Regions from separate parts of the Camelus bactrianus genome. Here region 1 is linked to region 2. Evidence: chromatin contacts called from public Hi-C data. All regions are on one chromosome and are shown on one strand. The core of a region is the stretch at or near the end of the contact, and the rest is flanking DNA. Distances in the headings are between cores, read along the strand shown.

Region 1 (3,577 bases), core at 726-3,225, 150 kb after region 2:
AGATGTGCCTAATGTCTGAGAGGTAGTACTAGATCTTATCTATTTCTCCTTTTACCCCCTCCTCAAATCTGAAATAAAACAGGGTAAGGAGAATCTAAATAATATAGCTTTTTTGGGGGGAAGGTTGTAATTATGTTTATTTATTTTAATGGAAGTACTGGGGATTGAAACCAGGACTTCGTGCATGCTAAGCACATGCTCTACCACTGAACTACACCCTCCCCAACATGTTTTTAAAAGCCATGAAATGATGAAAGCAGTCATAATAATGAAGGGGGTTACAGAAGTCCAGAAGGGGCTAGCCACTGTTGACACACATGCCCAAAATGGCAAGCATGGTAAAAATGAGTGACACTTTCACTGCAGCATGGAGTAGGGATTAGGGAGGTATAGTTAACAAGAGTGAGTGGAGAATTTTAGTAGTCCAAGTCCCCACCCAAGGGGAGAGTTCTGAGAGCAGAAGCACAGATCCCTGTGATATGCTGGGTTATAGAAACAAGAGATGGTCTCCAAAATTTCCTCTCCCAACAAACAGCTGCACAGTGAGCTCACTACAGGGAATACATGCACAACTTATTTGACAGGCCCTGGCTTAAACATTAGAATCTTGAAGATAACTCCTCTATATTTAGGAAAAAAAAACTTTCTAAGTGCATACAAACATCACAGTCTATTAGAATCTTGAGTTGGATTTCACCAAATGAAAACAAGGTTTCCTGTTCAATGAGCTAAACAGAGCAATAAATTGTAGCTTACTGCTCAGACCTGCTTCTAGAATAAGGGGGTCAGTGATATATAGGTATCAGCCACACTGGCAGAAGTTTTGTGGAAATGGAGGGTATTTTGGTAAACATTTTCTTAATCTTTAATTGGACATTAAAGATTGAAGAAGTGACCTCAAAAATTCCTAAAGACTATAAAAAACCACAAACAAATGATGAAGAAAAACTGTCTTCAGTTTCCACTGAAATACAAGATGCATAAATTTTTCTGGGTGTTTTAAGAAAAAGTTAGGCAGTAATGTTTGAATTTGGTTTAAATAAAATTTGTTGCCCTGAGACAAGTATGAAAAAATAATCCTAGGTCTCTACTTCTAGAGACAAACTGTATAATAACCACTAACCCATTATTCCTTGTGGTGTCACTAGGTCGGACCAATCCTTGATATCCTCAAATTTCACCTTAATGAGGCCAACACCTTTCAGCTTCTCAATGGGCAGCTCCTTTATGTAGTCCAGACGGCTAAAGAAGAAAACTTTGGGCACAGCACCAGCCTTGAGAGCGTCTGCGATCAGCCTACGACCTTCCAGCAGAATCTTCCCTTGCTTTTCCCGAAATGGCCTGGACTTAACTATTGTCATCACACTGCTGTGGGTGGAAATAAAAAGACAGTTAATTACCAACATCCTCGTTACGGAGACACACCTAATTCTAACAGACTGGAGGAGCTTGACAGAGAAAGAAACAAACGAATTTGAAAAAAGACACTTATTCTGCCTTCCGTGCATCATAAAATCCAGCGAATTGTACTGGAAGTCTTCCAATGGGAGGAGAGGTCAAGATCCTTCTGTGAGGTGGGAAGAGAAATAGGAATACTCGGTAAGTCTCAGAAACACATCACCTCAGCCTTTTGTCTCCAGGGAAAGCCTTATCATAGCGAAGCCCGGACTCTTCCCAGGTGCTTGGTGTCTGAGATGGGGGGACCTGAAACGGCTGCTTCAGCCGCTGCTCGCGGGGACTGGCCTCCGCCGCCGCCTTCCGGGGCTGCTTCCCGGGACTGGGCTTCCGTTCCACCACCTGACCGGATGGAAACACCACTTTCACGGGGCTTCGCCGCAGCGCCCGGACCCAGCGCCGCGCGTCAAGGTCCCAAATCTGGACCACTGGCAGCACAGGTCGCGTTGCCCAGCCCACGCGATTCAACAGCGCCGCCATGTTCCCCCGCGAGGGGGCCTGCGTCAAGAAAGCGCGCCGGCGGCGGCCAATGACGTTACCGACCCGCCTGCGTCCTCTGGGGGCGGGGCGGTGCTCTACGCGTGAAACGTGAGTGGTGTCGGTGGTCTCGGTGGTTTTGCTGGTCATGGCGACTCGTAGAGCTCTGCACTTCGTGTTCAAAGTGGGAAACCGCTTCCAGACAGCGAGTTTCTATCGTGATGTCCTGGGAATGAAGGTGCAGACGGGGCCAGAGGGGCTGGCGCGCGAGGGGGTCGCGGGCGGCTGAGGCCCACCTGGCCGAAGGAGGGGAGAAACGGGTGTGATGTGAATTCCAGCCACAGCCCCTGAACTTTCCATTAGCTCTGTAAGGTTTTCAGCTTCAGGAAACGTCGCGAGTCGCGGGTTAGGTTGCATGGCCTTTGAAAGGGGGCTCAGACTTATTAGTCACTGACTGTGTGTCTAAGCACATCCTTCCATTAACGTTCGTTCACAAATGTTTATTGAGTTCCTATCCTTGTGGAGCTTTCAGTCTAGCGGGAAAGACAGTAAATCAATAAAAAGTTATGTAATATTCTTCCAGTGAACAGTGACTCAGTCTCTTTCGGTTTAGGTATTAGCATATTCAGAGTTCTGCTTCTCTTGGGGCTGGTTTGAATGGTCTCTTTCGAATACTTAATCTCTCTGGGTGAATGCTCCAACTCTCCTCTCAGTAGTCCAGATCTCAGTGTGAAGTCAGAATCTATTCTCCTCTCCAACACCTGGGAGTAGCCGCTCTCAAGCCCTGAGCAGCTGTGATTCTGCATGAGTCACGTGGGTGGCAAACGCCATGTGGAAGCTGTTGGGGTGCTCTTGATAAGCAGGGGCTTAAGATGTTGTCAACTGAAAGAAAAAGGAGCAACCTAAAATTTGAGGGATACATTTTATTTGGGGACCTTACTGAGAACTGTAGCCTGGGAGACAGCTTCTCAGATACCTCTGAGGAATTGCTCTGAAGAGGTAAGGAAGGAGCCAGGATATGTATGAATTTTTGGCTGGGGGAAAAAAATACCCAACATCAAAAGGTTACTGGTAATCACAAAAAAAACAGATATCTCAAGTTAATGATTTTATGCTTTTCTATGTATGGGAAGATGCAAAAATCTGGGTTCGTTGAAATTATTCCTTAGATATGCATCTTAAATATCCAGGGCCAGTATCCCAAGCATGGAATATTTCTTGTTTTTCTCCACCCTGAATTCCCCTCAGGGTGCACTGTTAGTTGGTGACTGCAAGGCTGAGGGCTGGGTCCTTGTAGAAGTGAAATGGCGGGCAACATTCTTTGTTTACAGTGTGCAAGAGTGCAATTGAATGTAGACACTAAAGATGTGGAATGCAAAGGGAGTTACCTGAACTCACCAGTCAATTAAAAAATATCACCCCATTCACAGTTCTGTGTTGAGCTTTGGTGGCAGAAATGAAAATGACCCTGGTATCTGTCCTGAATTCAAGTTCCTGGCCTAGGATCGGAGTGAGAATAAGATTTGTACATTGCTAATGGTAACGGAAGTTGAAATTTAATAAGTGGTGGAAAAACCACAGAGCTCTTCCTTAATATGTTTCCTCATTGATTAAAGGGTGGTTGTGACGATTAAATGTGTTGTTA
Region 2 (3,687 bases), core at 841-3,340:
TTGACAAATGGCACCTTTTGGATGGCCACCAGTGAAAGGAACACCTACCTCCTTGCCTCACAAACTCTCCACCTGCCTGGTACTACATACACAATCCAGGATCTATCCTGCTGGCAGCTGCTTCTCTGTCTCTTGTTGGATTTCTTCCTCCTTTCATTTCCTAACATTCCTCAAGATTCAGTCTTTAACCCTCTTTCTCTCTCTACACTCTCATATGTGAACCAGTCACCCCCAAGTATCAGTCATCAACTTTGCAAACCACTCCTGTGATGATGGTGACATTCATAATAGTCATTTGGTAAGCACCATGTGCCAACTACTCTTGATGCTTTACAGTCACAGCCTTATTTATTCTTCACAGTCCTGTTAGGTCTATACTAGCATTTTCTCCTTTCACTAGCTGAAGAAACTGAGGCTCAGAAAAGTTAAGTGACTTCCCTAAGGTCACAAAGCTACCAAATGACAGTCCCCACACTGCTGTTCACAGCTGACTTCCTGAGCCTGCTGGACATTTCCATATGAATCTTCTCTCACCACCTCAAGGTCACTATATGTTCAACGAAATCATGGGCACCTCCCCTCCAGACTCCTACTTAAGGCTCCTTCTTTCCAATCACTCTCGGTCCAAACTTCAGGGGCATTTCTGACTGCTCTTTGCTTTCCACTGTAACCCTAAGTTCACAATTATCATCCTAATCTAGGGCCTTTATCACTTCCAACCTGGAGCACTCCAAAGATTCATCCACCATTTCAACAGATAAGTGATTTTTTAGGATCTGACACAGTGATGAACAAAGACCCAGTCCACGTCTCAGAGAGCTTCAGTCTAGCAAATCTCCTATTCGGTCTCCCTATCTACAGACTTTTCTTCTTTTTGCCACACTCCACCCTGAGTCCTCATGCTCATTACCACCAGTTACCCTCTAAAAAATCATCAGTTACTGCCCTAATGCCTGCAGGTAAAAAGCTCAAACCCCTCCCTCCACTCCCATCTTGAAATGACAGTTCCCCTCCTCTTTGTATACCCTCATTCTCTCATCCTTCAAGACATGGCTCCAGTCTCACCTCCTCTTGTGGCCTTCCCCCAACCAAAAAAAAAATCTCCTTCTTCTTTCTACCCTACTTCACATTGTTACTCTCACCACGCTCGTTTCTTAACTGCCTTTCATTCTCAATGAGATTGCAACTCATCTGCAACTGTGGTCAGCCTCTTTACTCTGCACACAGGAAGAACACCTACACTCTCAAATCCTCAAAAAAAAAAAAAAAAAAAAAAGCCAAGTCGACTTCTTTCCCCCTCATTCCCCCTCTGTCTAGTCACACTGGCCACAGTGGTTTTTCTGGGTTTTTTTCTAACCTCAAGACCATTGCAGGTACTATTCCCTATGTCTGCAGCACTCTCCTCCAGGCTCCTTCTCAACATTTTTACTTCTATGTATATTAAAATATTAGCCTCGTGAGGACAAGGCTCTCGCCCTGTCTCTCCACTGCCAGGCACGTGATAGTTGCTCAGTAACAATTTGCTGAAAAATCATTATTTAAAACCGAATGAATGAATGAATGAATGAGGTCGAGCATCTTATACCCCCAAGGCCCTGACCCAGGACCTATTCTCTGACCCGATTTCCAGAGACGAGAGACAATACTGGGGTCTAGGGACGCGCTGCTCGAGTTCACTGAACCAGGTGGAGACTGGTCAAGGTCAAGGCCCACGGGCTCCACGCCTCCCAGGTGCGCGGCCTTCTTGGAAAGGGACCCCGCTGCCTTCCAAGCTCTCAGCCTCTTAAATGCCCCCCACGTCGCCTCACCTCCCACACAGGCCAGCGCCGCCTTGAAGGCGCAGCTTTCCATCGCCTTCTCGATCATCTTCTGCTCGTCACTCTTGGCGGGACTCGGGATCCCGCCCAGGCTCCCAGGCTCCAGGACCCGGGGCTGACGCTTGTCACCCACCAGGTACTGCAGAAGAAGGCTGTACTGCAGCGGGGCTTCGGCGGAAGCCGCCGCTTCAGGCGCGGAGTCCCCGGTACCGGGGGCCGTGGCCGCCATGACGATAGGAGCCCCAGAAACCTGGCGTCATTCTTCCCACGGCAGATTCCACAAGCTTCCCGTAGGGCCCTGCGCGCCCAGCCATCGTGCCGCAACGGCAGATTCGCCACACCGAGCGAGTCCGAGGAAGCCGCGGAAGCAAAGCCTGTTTGTGAGCACCCAGCGGAGGAGTTGTGTTCTCCCAAAACCTCCTGTGAATACTGAATCAGGCCTGTGCAGCATTCCCAACGGCACTGACAAGATTCAGAGTCACCAGAAAGTGTCCTCATCTTCGGGGCTGAGCGCGGTGCGTACCGGGACTTGTAGTTGTAACACGTACACACCAGACATTTCCCAGGAAGCCTTGCCCGGGCCCTCGCGTCTCGGCCTCCTCTCCAGCTCTGGACAGGCGGGAGCGGGGTGAGGCTACAGCGCGCCGGGGCGCCAGCAGGGGGTGCGCGCGCCTCACCACTGGCCCTTCTAGCCTACTAATTCCTTGCGGATGTTGTGAGTTGTCAGTGGGGGAAGGTGCTTTGTAAGTAAACATGAAAGCGTGGTATAAATGGTGGGATAGTTTTTTTCAATAATTAAACCTTTGAGGAGAGAGGGGGCCAGAAAAATGAGTGAACGAATAAGTGAAGCTAGCCTAGCACACTTAAGAAAAATCCAGGATGGTGATGGGAAGTGGAGGTGGCTGTGGCGGGATGGAGAGCAAGGCTGCTACTCACTCCAGCCAGTTGTTAATGGAATTAGGGCTGTGGGACTAGCATAGCCACGAAAAGCCAAATTTGTATTATACTAAACTAATTAAAGTGTTTCCTGGCTGGCAAACTCAGATTCTGAAAGTTAACTGAGAGAACACTGTATATGAACCCAGAAAAACTTTTGCTGTAGTTTTTATGGTACTAAAATAGATCTCCAATTGTTGTATCCATCCAGACTAGTAATGTATCTGGACTGATCAGACAGCAGAATAAGAGAGTCAGGCATCGAAGGCATTGCTCAGGCCTTGGTACCTCATTTGGACAAGAAGAGTTTGTAGGATTGAGAGCGGGAACGGGACTCAGGATGCTGAGGCCAGCTTGGCTTTTAGGGGGAAACTTCCATCCCCCATCCCTCCCCAAAAGAAGAGACTTTGGCCCCACATGGGCTTTCTGAGGACTCAGGATGCAGCATCAGTGTGGGGGTTGGTAGAAATGCTCAGGGCTGTGAACTGGCAGCAAAAGGATGGAAGCTTCCAGCCCCAGCAGGAGGCTGCAGAAAGCAAAGAACAGCCTGAACCCATCAGGGAGCAGTTAGAAAAAAAAAAAAAAAAAAAAAAGTCATGTCTTCAAATCAGGGTCCCCAAGGCTAGGGATGCAGATCTGAGAGGCAGACTAGAGGGTTCATCTAAGGGAGTGTCACTTTTCTTGTGCACCCACACAGGTGGACGCTGTTATGGGGCTACGGGTTGGGGTGAACCTAAATTAGAATTTATTTTCCTCCTCAAACCTGCCCGTCCTGAGTGAATGCTCCATCTGTGTCAGATTCCAGGCTTCCTGCATCCCCTACAGACTTTGTAAATATTTTTCAAATCCATCCTTTCTTTTTAGACTCATTGCTCTGGTTTGGGCTCTAGTCAGTTTTCTTCTAATAGGCTCATAATTGATCTGCGTGCCTCCT

What was found. Hi-C and Micro-C count contacts between places; a contact is called where the count stands out from the background.
Region 1: a contact with region 2 is called in a Hi-C map of liver, with 4 times the contacts expected there. The contact joins the promoter of MRM3 here to the promoter of TIMM22 in region 2. A contact is called at or near these places in 2 of 2 Hi-C or Micro-C datasets (blood and liver).

What each region holds. Positions count from the first base shown.
Region 1 is chr16:40,516,185-40,519,761 of ASM4877302v1, forward strand. MRM3 (mitochondrial rRNA methyltransferase 3) reads right to left here and starts at 1,976. Exons shown (of 5, transcript XM_045519005.2): 1 at 1,622-1,976; 2 at 1,124-1,368. The coding sequence starts at 1,935. GLOD4 (glyoxalase domain containing 4) reads left to right here and starts at 2,000. Exons shown (of 9, transcript XM_010958222.3): 1 at 2,000-2,170. The coding sequence starts at 2,081.
Region 2 is chr16:40,370,327-40,374,013 of ASM4877302v1, forward strand. It overlaps TIMM22 (translocase of inner mitochondrial membrane 22), which reads right to left and starts at 2,091. Exons shown (of 4, transcript XM_045519010.2): 1 at 1,809-2,091. The coding sequence starts at 2,046.